Regions from separate parts of the Macaca mulatta genome. Here region 2 is linked to region 1. Evidence: chromatin contacts called from public Hi-C data. All regions are on one chromosome and are shown on one strand. Each heading gives the region's core, a stretch centred on a gene start, on an enhancer-like site or on the middle of the called end of the contact. The rest is flanking DNA. Distances are from core to core; before and after follow the strand shown.

What was found. A called contact is a pair of places that touch in the nucleus more often than the background predicts.
Region 2: a Hi-C map of cortical neurons shows a contact between it and region 1, with 4 times the contacts expected there. The contact joins the promoter of CCDC90B here to the promoter of ANKRD42 in region 1. A contact is called at or near these places in 2 of 14 Hi-C or Micro-C datasets (cortical neurons and fetal cortex germinal zone).

What each region holds. Positions count from the first base shown.
Region 1 is chr14:83,720,859-83,724,487 of T2T-MMU8v2.0, reverse strand. It overlaps ANKRD42 (ankyrin repeat domain 42), which reads right to left and starts at 1,715. Exons shown (of 11, transcript XM_077964118.1): 1 at 699-1,715. The coding sequence starts at 756. It overlaps LOC106993411 (a long non-coding RNA gene), which reads left to right and starts at 1,759. Exons shown (of 3, transcript XR_013404239.1): 1 at 1,759-1,960; 2 at 2,892-3,008; 3 at 3,239-3,427.
Region 2 is chr14:83,822,903-83,826,531 of T2T-MMU8v2.0, reverse strand. It overlaps CCDC90B (coiled-coil domain containing 90B), which reads left to right and starts at 1,934. Exons shown (of 9, transcript NM_001260811.1): 1 at 1,934-2,399. The coding sequence starts at 2,300.

The DNA.
Region 1 (3,629 bases), core at 466-2,965:
TTTCTGACACCCATACTCACCCCCTACTGGAATCAGTGGCATTCTACCATCCTTTATAACACTCACCTCACTTGTTATTATTTGCTCAGTATTTATCTTCCTCACTAGAAGGTAAAGAATGTGCCTTGTCTTCTTTACTGATAGTTCCTTAACACAGAGCACAAAGTAGGCACGCAGTAAATATTTACCGGATGGTTGAATGAGTAACAGATTTGAGGGCCATCAGTAGTACTGAAGTCACAGTAAATGACAAGAAGAAGAGAACCAATGATGGCATCATCAAGGAGGGAAAGCTGCATTTAAGAGGGCAGAAGAAAAGAAAACGGCAAAGGAAAGGGTCACTCAATGGAGTGAAAGAAGAAAACTAAGTAAGTACTAATTTGTCGTCTCCACAGGGTCAAATGCTTCAGGGAAGCCAAGGAAGAACTTAAAAGAGTCCGTAAGACTGAACAAGAGTTGATGTTAAGCTGGGCAAGAAGACCCGGAGGACTGGTGTGGATGGAAAAAAGGAAAGAAAGCTGAAATAATACAGAACAGGGGAAAGTTGACAGCTTTGGTATCTCCAAAAACAAATTAGAAAGGGAAACGGGGAGCGACACCTGAGAAAAGGAAATGCCAGAAAGGGCTAAGACTGTTGCACGCTTAAGTAAGAAAAGGAATGTGGCAGAGATGAGGGCCAACGACATAGTCTGACTCACAGGGGTTTGCAGTCTCCCTAGAGGAAGTGGAGGGGCCTGAATTAGCCACCCCGGGCATGGTGCAACACCTCCGACTCTGGGGAGTAGTTGAGTCCAGGCCCCTGATGCTGCCGCGGTCTTCACTTGCTCTCACCCACGAGCCACTGCAGGGGCAGCGGCCCTCTTCTCCGTCGTCACTAGGACGGGGCCCAAGGTCCTCTCTTGCTCTCTCCCAGAAGCTGCAGCAGAAACCTTCGTCTTCACTTTCTCTCTCCCAAACGCCACTGAGGCGGCAGCTGGCGTCTTCACTGCCGCTCACACCGGAGGAGTCGCTGGCTGCGTAGCCGCAGTCTTCACTTACTCCCTCCCAAGAACTACCGAGGCTGTGGCCGCCATCGACACTCCCTCCCTCCCAGGAGCCACTGAGGCGGCGACTGCGATCGTCTCTGACTCTATACCCGAAGTCACTAGTTCGCGGGTCCCGGACGTCACTGACTCCCTCCCAAGTACCACTTAGGCGGAGGCCTCGGTCTTCTCTGGTAGTTCCCCTGGAGTCGGCAGTTTGGTGGCCTCCAACTTCACTAAAATTCACGTCGCTGCTGCAGAAGCTGCGGTCTCCCCTAACTCTCTCCCAAGAGTTTCTGTGACTGCGGCCACTATCCCCCCTAACTCTCTCCCCAGAGACGCTGCGGCAGTGGCCGAGGTTTTCACTGACCCTTCTCAAGTCACTGCGGGACAAGCCGGCGTCTCCACTTAGGCTTCCCGCAGCGACCCTGGAGCGGCGGTCACCCTCTTCACGTTTTCTTTCCCCGTCGTCGCTAACTCTTTCCCTTGACTCGGCGCTGGAATGGCCGTGTAGGCCGTTTATCCTCCACACGTGGTGGCTAGTGCGGCGGCCGCCGTCTTCGTCTGCTACTCCCTGAGAGTCGCTGTGGCGGCGGCCGCCTTCGGCTGGTACTTTCTCGGAGCTGCTTTCCAGCCTCCCGACTCCAGTCACTTGGCTGGAGAGGCAGCAAGGCCGTCGCCTTGGAAACGAGTACACTTCCGACGTGCTGAGGTCATTTCCCGTTCCTCACGGCTCACGCCATTTCCGGTTTCCTTTCCCTCAGCTGTTTCTTGGCTTTTCGTCTGGACAAATCGGGTGGTGGTGTGAACTGGTTTTCGGTAAAATTCGGCTCGGCCTCACACGAGCCTATCTAGGTCCGTCTCTGGAGTGGCCTGTCATCGATCGCGCCCTCCATCGCTGAGCGACACAAGTGGAACCTCCCAGGACTGCATTCTGCGTAGGTGACCTGTGTGGCGCGGACCGGGCGGGGCCTTTTTGTCCTTGAGCAAACCTAGTATACTTTCTCAGTGGTGGTTGGAAGGAAATTTGTAACCCTGTCATTTCGCAAGTATGGAAAAAGACCTAAAGGAGAGTTTAGCAGCTGCAGCCGCTGTTTTTATTGAGTACTTTACTAGCGTCAACTCTTAAATAATCGCTTGTTAGATGTTACCCCTATTTTATAGGTCAAGAGACTCAATATGTCGGTACGTTGGTAAGGCCAGGCAGCAGGTAAGTTGTAAAACCATTATAAAAACACAGGTCATTAGTCAAAAGACTGCTTCAGGTCTCCTGGCTCCAAATCCGGGGTTCCTTTCACTGTAGCATGTTTACTGCTCAAATATTTCTCTACAACCCTATTGCTTAACAACAGGAATGAATTGTTTCATCATTTGTTGGAAACATATGGGTCACGTTTTGTACCAGCAGCAGAAAATACAGAAATTAGTAAGAATTATCTGCCCACCAGAGGCATCACCAACCCAGATTCCCCTCTCGGCCCAGTTTTTCCACCCTTATTGCCTTCTCCCTTCTGGAATAACGAACTGGTCCTAGAAACATAGCATACTTTTTAGTATCTCTGTGCCTTGTCATGTGCTGTTCGTCTTACCAGGAAACTACCCTGCCTTTCCCCCAGTTTTTGTCTGTGAACACATTTGGGGAATTCTCCTGATCCTACCTCTACTCTCTTGAGGTACAGTAAATTGTCTTTGACTTCCATCACCTTTTGTAATATTACTAATTTCCATTTATTGAGTTCCTGTGATCTGCCTGGTACTGATCTAAGTGCTTTATATTAGTTTTCTTGTTCATTTTTTTATACTAACATAAATGAGTTTGACTCAATTCTTATAACCTGCCAAAATAAGTATTCCTCTTCCTTTTTACAGAGAGAGAAACAAGGAACAAAAAAGTAAATTGCCTGAGGATACACTGCTAGTGTTGCGGGACAAATGAGAGAGACGGGAGAGGCCGAACAGAGTTCAGGAGAGCTCTTTATTATTAAGGTGATCACTGGCTCAGTCGGACTAGGGTCCAGAAAGACTGAGTCCGGAACAAAGGGATCAGTTACCTTTTAAGCAGTTTGTGGGGGGAGTTTCGTGCTGCAGGAAGCCTGCTTGCAGAAGCAAGAACAAAGGCAGATAATTACTCTTTTACATTTGTTACAGCACATGTCTTATATCCTTGGGAATACATGCTTTTGTAGTAATTGCTTATCAACCTTGTGACTTTACAGCCGCGCTGGGGAGGGAAGCAAGACCTCGCCGTGCCTCAAGGAATGTGAAACCATGGAACACAGATAAGCCTCTCCGTGCATAGAGGAGAAATAAGCAGTTAATATTCTTTCCTAACCCAGGCCTCCAGACCAGGGGGCTATATTACATTCTACCTCTAAGGAAAAGAATAAACTTCTTGACTAACATAATTATAAAATTCATTAATTCCCCCTTCAGTAGTAAGTATTAAATACCTGACTTAGGATTCCAACATAGGTCTTGGATTTTGCTGCAGGAGCACCTCAAAGTCTCTGAATTCCCACAACCTTTTATTAGATCACTTATCCCGTTGTATTATAATTATCTGTTTAACAATTTTTCCTCAACCCTCAAGGACCCTGAGCTTCCGGA
Region 2 (3,629 bases), core at 685-3,184, 100 kb before region 1:
CAATGAGATGCCATCTCACACCCATCAGAATGGCAATTATTAAGAAAAAAAAATCCACATATGGGTTAGGCTATGAAGAAAAGGGAACGCTTATACTCTGTTGATGGGAATGCAAACTAGTTCAGCCACTATGGAAAGCAGTTTGGAGATTTCTCAAAGAACTTAAAATACAACTACCATTCAATCCAGCAATCCCACTACTGGGTATATACCCGAAGGAAAATAATTCATTCCATCAAAAAGACACAGAGCTGGGCACCGCAGCTCATGCCTGTAATCCCAGCACTTGGGAGGCCTAGGCGGGTGGATAGTTTGAGCCCAGGAGTTCTGGACCAGCCTGGGCAACACGGCAAGTCCCCATCTCTACAAAGCATACAAAAATTAGCCAGTTGTGGTAGCACACACCTGTAGTCACAGTTACTTGAAGGCTGAGGCAGGAGGATCAGTTAACCCAGGAAGTTGAGGCGGCAGTGAGCCATGCACGACTGTACTCCAGCCTGGGTGACGCAGCGAAACCCTGTCTCAAGACAAAAAAAAAAAAAAAAAGAACACATGGAATTGTGTGTTCATTGTGGTGCCATTCACGATAGCAAGGACATGAAATCAACTTAAGTGCCCATCAACAGTGGACTGGATAAAGAAAATGTGGCACATATACACCATGGAATATTATGCAGCAATACAAATAGGGAAATTATAATCTTTATAGCAACATGGATGGAGTTGGGGGCCATTATCCTATGCAACCTAATACCAAGAACAGAAAACCAAACACACATGTTCTCACTTAGGAGCTAAACATTGACTATATGATGGTAAACATGGAAACAAGAGACACTGAATATCATTAGATGAGGAAAGGGGGAGAGGCACAGAGGGGTGTGAGCTGAAGAAGCACCTGTTGAGTACTATGCTTACATCCTGTTGGGATCGTTGGGACCCCAAACCTCGACATACTCTAGGGTTTTGCTTTTTGTTTTTTGAAACTGGTGAGATTAAACTTTTTTCCCTTTTTTTTTTTTTTTTAGATGGAATCTCGCTCTGTCGGCCAGGCTGGAGTGCAATGGTGTGATCTCGACTCACTGCAACCTCCGCCTCCAGAGTTCAAGCGATTCTCCTGCCTCAGCCTCCCGAGTAGCTGGGATTACAGGTATGTGCCACCACGCCTGGCTAATTCTGTATTTTTAATATAGACAGGGTCTCTTCATGTTGGTCAGGTTGGTCTCGAACTCCCGACCTCAGGTGATCTGCCCGCCTCGGCCTCTCAAAAGTGCTGGGATTACAGGTGTGAGCCACCACTCCTGGCCATCCTAATGTTTTAAATAGCGATTTATATTTCCTCTTCATGAATTGTCTGTTAAAGCACTTGTGGGCGGAAATTAAGTTTTGTTCTTCTTTCAGTGTGCTTCGGGCCTTAGAAATGGTGTTTGTTACGTAGCTCTCACAAAGCTTTGAATACATATAGATAGAAACCTAGCCGTAATTGTTTAGAATCTTGCGAGAATAAGCCACTGCAACCGCACAACTGTGTGCCATTTTAGGATTTACCGAGAATATTCATGAGTATTGGTGCATTTTAATACAACTACTGTGCATTGATGCTTTCAGCATTTTACTATGCGCAGCAAAGTCTTGAGTGAGGTCTGGGAAGGATAAATGGTGAAAAATTAAGGAATTTCTCGCAGAAACGGAGGAATTCATCTTCCCTAAAGAAAGAATATACCGACTAAAATTAGTTGGTCCTCCCGTGCACCAGACGGCGAAGCAGCAGGATGTGACGCTGCACGGTCAGTGAACGACTTGCTGGACTACACTTCCCAGAAGGTTTCTTTGGCCTCCGCACTACGCAATCACCCAGAATGCTCAGCGGCCGAGAACTTCAGGTCCCAGACTGCTGTGCGGCTAAATACGACTCCATCTCCCCCGACCCAAGCGCTTAATGGCCGCTGGCAATCTTGGGGGAGCCAGCTGTTGGACTATGCGCCGCTGCCAGGAAACAGGCGCCAGAAGGTTCTCCGACAAGATCCCGCCTTCCTAAGACGGTAAAGGCGTTCACAGGTCGGGAAGGGGCGGTGGGAGTAGTGGGACAGCGCTGAGCATTGCTCGTGAACTGTGGGTCGGCCTGCGAAGAGGCCCAGTTTCGTGGCACCACTGTGGCGCCCGCGCTGGAAGGTGGTCTTGTGACAGAGCGAAAACTACAATTCCCAGCATTCCTGCGGTGCCAGAACTACCTTGCCCGAAAGCCTGTGCGAGATTTACCCCGTCTTCCGCCTCCCGTCCGCCGGAAAACTCTGAGGCCATGAATAGTCGCCAGGCTTGGCGGCTCTTGCTCTCCCAAGGCAGAGGGGATCGTTGGGTTTCAAGCCCCCGCGGGCATTTCTCGCCGGCCCTGCGGAGAGGTGAGGCAAGGCGTCGTGTCATAGATGTCTGAGTGCTCTCTAGGGAGACGATGCCCGTGGGTCGCGCCTGCTCGAGCGAACGGGAAGAGAAGGTGCCACGCCCTCCTCCCCGATTCACGCCTTGTGCTGGCGACACAGCTGCCTGCTGCCCCGACTTGCCCAGCTCGCCCCAAGGGGCGAGGACTGAGGAAATCAGTGCCTTTCTGTTCTTAAAGCGAACCTTCGAAGGCCAGGGCTTCGCGCCCGGCTTCTTTCTCAGCCCTTGTTTCCCTTTTTTGGTGACAAGAGGCTAGTAATCTGGTAGGTTTGTCTGGAGGCAGCGTAAGGTAATCTGTGCTTGAGGGTGTCCTGATTTCTTTTGTGGCCTGATCTTTAGATTTTGTTTTTTTAGGTGCTGGCCTCGAGCCCAAGTTTTTGGTAGACAGCATCATAAATTTCAGATCACGTCTGCCTTATTCTCGCTGGAATTCTCAGTACTTTTCAGTCACATTGTAGACTTTGGGGAAAAAAGTGAATACTGGAACCTACAAGTTTCCAACCGGTTGGCACCCCTGTTAACAGGGTGTCCTGAAGACATCTAACTTTATTCCGAGAAACGTTTCTAGGGCTAGGTTTTTCTTGTTGTCGTTTTTTACCCCCCGTTTTTAAACTTCCCTCCTAGTTTTTAAACCGTTTTAAGATTGTCCACAAAATAGGCGAATAGGCACCTCTTATCAACCTTAGCATTCTCTGTTCACCTTCTTGAATCTTCAGTGCCAGGTACCCTGAGCCAGTCGGTACCCAAACACTTCCACGCTGTTATTTATGCTCCATATTGTTACTTGTGCTGTTTTGCTCATTGTTTAATTTTAATCCACACCAGTAACAGCTGCAGTCAAAACTGCAGTTGTTGATCATCCGTCTGTAAGATTGCTCTTTAGCTGCCAGGATCATTCACAAGGTCTCTTTTGTTAGGTATTTGGGTGTTTAGCATAAATACACATTATGATGGATTTTACAAAAAGGAGGTAGCACTTTTGAATTCCAGGAAATCATCCAACTTTCATCTTTGTTGACTTTTACAGGTGTGCTTCACATATCCAAATGAAAACAAAATTAAATGTTTTTAGAGAATGAACTTTGAAGTGCATATCATAATGCGAAATACATGACCATAAGTAAATGTTAATGTTTTAACGTAAAAGTTTTCCCACTTGAATCTGAGTGTGCTTGGAGAAACTTTAAATCTCT